2 separate regions of the Anas platyrhynchos genome follow, and region 2 is linked to region 1. Evidence: chromatin contacts called from public Hi-C data. All regions are on one chromosome and are shown on one strand. The core of a region is the stretch at or near the end of the contact, and the rest is flanking DNA. Distances in the headings are between cores, read along the strand shown.

What was found. A called contact is a pair of places that touch in the nucleus more often than the background predicts.
Region 2: a Hi-C map of skeletal muscle shows a contact between it and region 1, with 4 times the contacts expected there. The contact joins the promoter of TOP3B here to the enhancer-like site in region 1. A contact is called at or near these places in 4 of 8 Hi-C or Micro-C datasets (liver, skeletal muscle, small yellow follicle and 1 more).

The regions. Positions count from the first base shown.
Region 1 is chr16:9,991,794-9,994,493 of IASCAAS_PekinDuck_T2T, reverse strand. It overlaps LOC113845356 (a long non-coding RNA gene), which reads left to right. Exons shown (of 3, transcript XR_005269759.2): 2 at 1,720-2,700. Among named protein-coding and RNA genes, the nearest start is that of SDF2L1, 15 kb to the right of the region's middle. Within about 2 kb of position 1,268, at least 1 of the 8 cell types and tissues checked has an H3K27ac peak or open chromatin away from gene starts, as enhancers often do. A contact at or near this core is called in subcutaneous adipose tissue, where this site is marked.
Region 2 is chr16:10,049,155-10,051,854 of IASCAAS_PekinDuck_T2T, reverse strand. TOP3B (DNA topoisomerase III beta) reads right to left here and starts at 1,289. Exons shown (of 18, transcript XM_072024258.1): 1 at 1,184-1,289; 2 at 616-776. The coding sequence starts at 685.

The DNA of each region.
Region 1 (2,700 bases), core at 19-2,518:
TACTCCTTCCTGCCAGTTGTAGCTTCTGCAACTGCTGAAATTCTTAAGTTGTGTAGAAATTGTCAAGCCGTGCTTTCCCCCCACCACTACTGGTGCATTAGCAACGTCACTCGATGTGTGAATTGTATGTTTCGACTGTACGCTCACCAGTGGGCTTGTCTTTGGGCCACTGGAGAAGTTAAATTGTGTGTGTTAAGCATAAGTCTTGTTTGAAATAACATCGAGGCTGAAGAGTGGAAAACACATGGTAAACATAAGCAAAATAGAGACTGGACGGGAGTAGATGGAAAGGTAAGGCAGAGCCTAGCTGCATTTTTTTTTGTTCTCAGTCCAACTGGATGTCTAGGTTGCAGGGATTGCTGAGAAGCAGAGTGGCAGGGTTAAACGTGAGGGTTTGCCAAGGTAACAAGAATACCAAAGTTTGATAAAAACTCATTCTGAGCTGCTTACAGCAATCTCTGTGAACATGGCCTCTTAATTAGCGTGAGCAAAGGTTAATACAAATAAATAACGTGGAAGAAAGATTCCTGTTTGCTTCCAACAAGCATCACAAAGGACAGGGATAGGGAGGGGTTGGGGGAGACTGGAGATTTTGTTTATCAGTCCATTAGAAAAACAAACAATTAATGGAGCTTCCCCTGTTCTCTTTTCTTTGGCATGTCCTCGGTTTTCAGCTGCTTTGGGCAAGTCAGGCAACATCAAAGGGGATGCAGGGCTGCCTCACACCAGCATGCCAAACGCCAGGGATCTCTAATGGCAAAAACCAGATCAATGTGGTATGCATAAATTAGCCAGGAATCCATGAATTAGGGGATTGTCTCTCCATTACACTCTTATTTAATCCACTGGAAAGCAGGCTGAGGAAAGAGAAGCTTAAAGTGTCAAAATCATGAACTGGTTTGGGATGGCCTGGGAATGAAGTTTCCTTCATCTTCCTCTGGACTCTCAAGTGTTCCTACGTGAGGAAGGTGCTGGGGCAGGTTCACTGGGAGCAGGATTGCAGAGGAAGAGCCTTGCTGGCAAAGCAGCCCCAAAGCTGGAGGTGCCTCAGCCCCTCCCTGGGGCCGCTGCTGTGCTCAGCCCCAGCTGAAGATCGCGCCTTCCAGCCTAGGACAGAAAAGGTGCCAGGGAGGGGGCAGGAGGAGAACAAGCTGAACAAAACCAGCTAGGGCACAGCACGCGTGCGTCTCCAAACAGCGTCTGATCTGTGTGCGTTAACGTGAAGTCAGTGCTGGAGAGCCAGCCCTGCAGATCCTGTTTCGCTTTCTAATTTTTGGTGTGTACTTAATCCCGTGATTTCCAATGAAGGGAGGGATATTTTCAAACACTGGGCTCTCCAAGTAGGACAGCCCTGGAAAGGAAGTTCTCCGAGGGCTCGATGCCTATTACTAAGAGGTTCAAAATACAACTATCAATTAACCAAATAAATAGTGCTTCCCAGCCCCTACCAGCTCAGGCAGCTAATTGACTGAGTTTATTAATAAAGGAGAAATTCACACGCAAGAAGAAGGTGAGAACTGGGGACAGAGGTACAGAAACCTGGGTAAAATCCACACTGGTGTTACAGACGTCCTGGGAGAAAGGGACGGTGTCCCCAAACCGATTCTGTGGGGCCAGAGGTTTACTGCTGCTGCACCCCAGCCTCCCAGGAGCACAGGGTGCTGCGATGCACAGGGCAGTGCGCTGCTTTCTAACTTTTTACCCCTTCCCCATTTGCAGGCATGGAATGAAGCTCCCTCCAGTCACCTGCCGCAAGACACATTGTCCAGCTTCCTAACCTTAAGGATGAGACCCTATCAATATTGCCTCTGCTTTTGTGCTCAGGGTAGTAGTGCAATATTGCTTATAGGGTCTTTTCTTTTGGGGGTATTCTTCACGGAGAGAAGACAGCCACAGCAGGAAAAACTAATCCTATGTGCCCATCGAGTTAAGGGGAAAGTTGTGAAATATCGAGCCTTGTTAGATAGGCAAGTAATGGTGCGGAGACGTTACTTGTGACAAATAATTGTGCTATTGTGGTGACTCAGGTCCTGAGTAATGGGTGTATTTTCGATGCTATCGCACAGGATTCAAAATGGCCTTGTGTTTAAAAAGCTCACACGGTGACTGAAACTGGAGAAACCCATCGTGTCTCCATTTTAAATAGCACGAGTCCCGAGAGGTTTGAAGGGTGCCTATTTTACATCACGCTGTAAACACCCACCGAGGGATGGGAGGAGATACATAGCCACACTTGCTGTTTCCGCGCCTGATCCCAGCCCGAAAACCAGCGCTGTGCGAAGCAGGGCGCCGCACAAAGGGGCCGGGGCTCTGTTCCCGCTGACCTCCCCGCGGCAAAGCTCTCGCCTCTGCCCGGCGAGCGTGGCCGGGCCCGCGGCTCGCAGCGGGGTCGGGCGGTGGAGCGGGGCTGGGCACGGCCCCCGGCCCTTCCCCAGAGCCGTTCCCGGAGGTACGTGGGAAAGGAGCAAGGGACGGGGGCGTTAAATCTCTCCGCTTTGTGAGGGATCAGCTGGGGGCTGACAGCAGCCGGGATGGCCGAGTGGGTGGCCCTGCCTTCCATTTCAGGTGGTCCCCGCGGTCCCTTTCGGGACCTCTGGGGCCCAGGGAAAGGGGTGGTGGGAGGGGACTTTGGGGCCAGAGCGGGGCTCGGCGGAGCAGCCGCTGCCTCTGCGGGGCTTCACAAGCCGCTCCCAGGGCGGT
Region 2 (2,700 bases), core at 40-2,539, 57 kb before region 1:
CACCCAATGAAATAACCATTATTTCTTGTTATTTTTTTTCCCTATTTTCTAGGTCTGACAGCTAGGGTCTTCCTGGTCACAAAATTCTACTCTCCGATTGAGTTTTTTTCCAGTCAATTATCACTTTAGAACTTTTTCTAACAGATTTCGTTTTCCACCAAAACTATTCAGAATCTCCTTTACTTTTTCCCTCCCACCAGGAGTTTCTTACGTAAATACAACCCGTTTTCTGTGTCAGTCCAGATAACAATTAACTCATTCTGTTCTCCACACGATTTATAAAACATTTGCCATAGCTTCAAAAATCCCTGAAAAGCAACTAGGTGCTTGGTTGGCACTTTCCAGAAAGCACGTGCACCACAATACGCTACAGCTACAAAGATTCCAGTTATAAAATTGAACAGTCACTAGCACATTAAAATAAAAAGAATAAAATGAAGAGAATGGAGCACCACACAGTTATTGCCAGAGCTGCAACCTGTGCTAAGGCACTGCTCGCAGGTGAGCGCTGCCCCAGAGACCAAGCAGCCGACCTGGGTGCATCTAAACTTCACTTCACCTCCCGTGAAGCCTGGCAGAAGAGAAGGCCTGAAACCAATTTATTTTCTCTCCTACCCCTGGAAAGGATCTTGGCGATGGACTGAGCCAGCGAAGGCTTCTCGGCGACCATCAGCACGGTCCTCATCTTCGGCCGGCGAGCCCCGCACCGCCCGGCGGCTCGGTGCAGCCTCCTGCAGCCACAGCACGCAGCTCACGGGGGACAACCCGCTGTTGGCCTAGAGGGGAGAAAACACAGTGCGGGCGTGCTGCAAAACCATGTCGAGCAGCACATAACCGCGATTACACTCACACACACCTCACACACACCTCGCAGCTCCGCGGGGCTCCGGCGCCCCGGGCCGAGAAATGGCGGCGGGGGGCGCTGAGGGCTCGGGGAGCGCTGAGGCGCTGCGAGGGGCGCCCCGCACCTGGGCGGGAGGCCGCGGCCCCCCTTGCGCTGCCGGGGCACGGCTCCGGAAGGGAAGGGGAAGGAAAAGAAAAAGAAAAGGATGGGAGGGGAAGGGAAGGAAGGGAAGGGAAGGGGCCGCCCCCCGCGGCAGCGACTCCTGGCGGAGCGGGGGAGCGGCGGGGCCCGGCAGCCCCAGCCCGCGCGTCCCGCCCTGTGTGAAGGGAAACGGCTCACCTGCGGGCAGGCTGGGGGGCGGTCAGTAGATGTGCACGTTACCAGTGGAAGAAAAGCCGAGACAAACTCAGGGCTCTTTGTTCTTTAGCATGACTGAAGGTAGGACCTGTTAAAACAAATGCGTTCCTCTGTTTCGGTGCCTGGTTCCCTCTGACATCTGGGGAGCAGCTGGAATAATCAGGAGGCGAGTTGGAACCGAGTCTTCAGATATGTCAGATACATATTTTTCAATTTCCTCTACTAAAAGCCCTGTACAAAATCCAACGCCTCTTTTCTTCTTTAACACGCAACACACGTGCAAACTCGGGCCTGTGCTTACCTGCGAGGGGCAGCCAGGGCTCTCCTGAGCGGGGCTGAGGGACTGGGTGCTGGGGGCCCCTGCGCTCTGCTCTCCTTCTACACACACATGTAGCTGGTTTAACGGGACACACCAAGACCAACCCAGCCAAAGGAGTCCCTGCTGACCAGGCAATACACAGCTCTCCTTGGCCCATGTGCTGTTCTGACAGACACCTCCGTACCAGTCTCCTCCCGCTCCCCAGAAGCGAACACTGCAGCTCCACAGTCTCCCACCTGCACACCCTCGATGTGAACACTCCCGGCCTGCCCCATGCCAGCTGGGTCCCCACACAAACAGGCAGGCACTGGTTCCTGCGTCATCTCTGTAAGGGCTATTTGACACAGCTTTGGAGCCAAAGAGTGCTACCACGCTTTTTGAGCAGTTTTGTCACCAGACTTGCACCAAATGGTGCATCCCATGTCAGCCTGGGTGCTTTGCAAGGTGCAAGCAGTCTGGCCTCCTTCTATGGACGCTGAGGAGACACATGCTGCCAAACCAGACGTGTGTGTAACACACAGCTGGCCTGCACACCAAATGTGGGGAATTAACACATTATTGCTCATTTAGGGTCAAACCACAGATCAGCATAGGTACGGGACTTCTGGTGCTGCCCTGGGTGCTCGCCCTCATGGCCTCTTCCTCTCCCTCTCCACCTCTCATGCTGAGGATGCTTTCACCACGGCAGCAGGAGGCCTGTGTGCCAGGCTGCCCCATCGCTGTCTCCAGGGTCAGTGCTGAGCAGACCCAGATCACAGAATCACAGAATGGTTGAGGTTGGAAGGGACCTCCAGAGATCATCTGGTCCAACCCCCCTTGCTCAAGCAGGGTCACCTACAGCGTGTTACTCTGACGATGGGTAGAGGAGATGGGTACGAACTGAAAGGCGAGAGCTTCCTCCTGACCGCCAGCAGCACGTCTGTGCCATGCAGGTGCCAGAGCCCTGGCACAGGCTGCCCAGGGAGGCTGTGGCGTCTCCTTCCTCCAAAATCTCCCAGAGCTGCGTGTGCACAGCTCTGGGCACCTTTCTCTGGGTGCCCCTGCTGGAGCAGCGGTTGGACCAGACGGCCCCAGAGGTCCCCGCCACCCTCAGCCCTTCTGTGCCTCTAGCTGCTATTTTATTTTATTTTATTTTATTTTAAACAGCCCGTCGGTGGGCAGAGCGGCCTGCCGGCGCCTG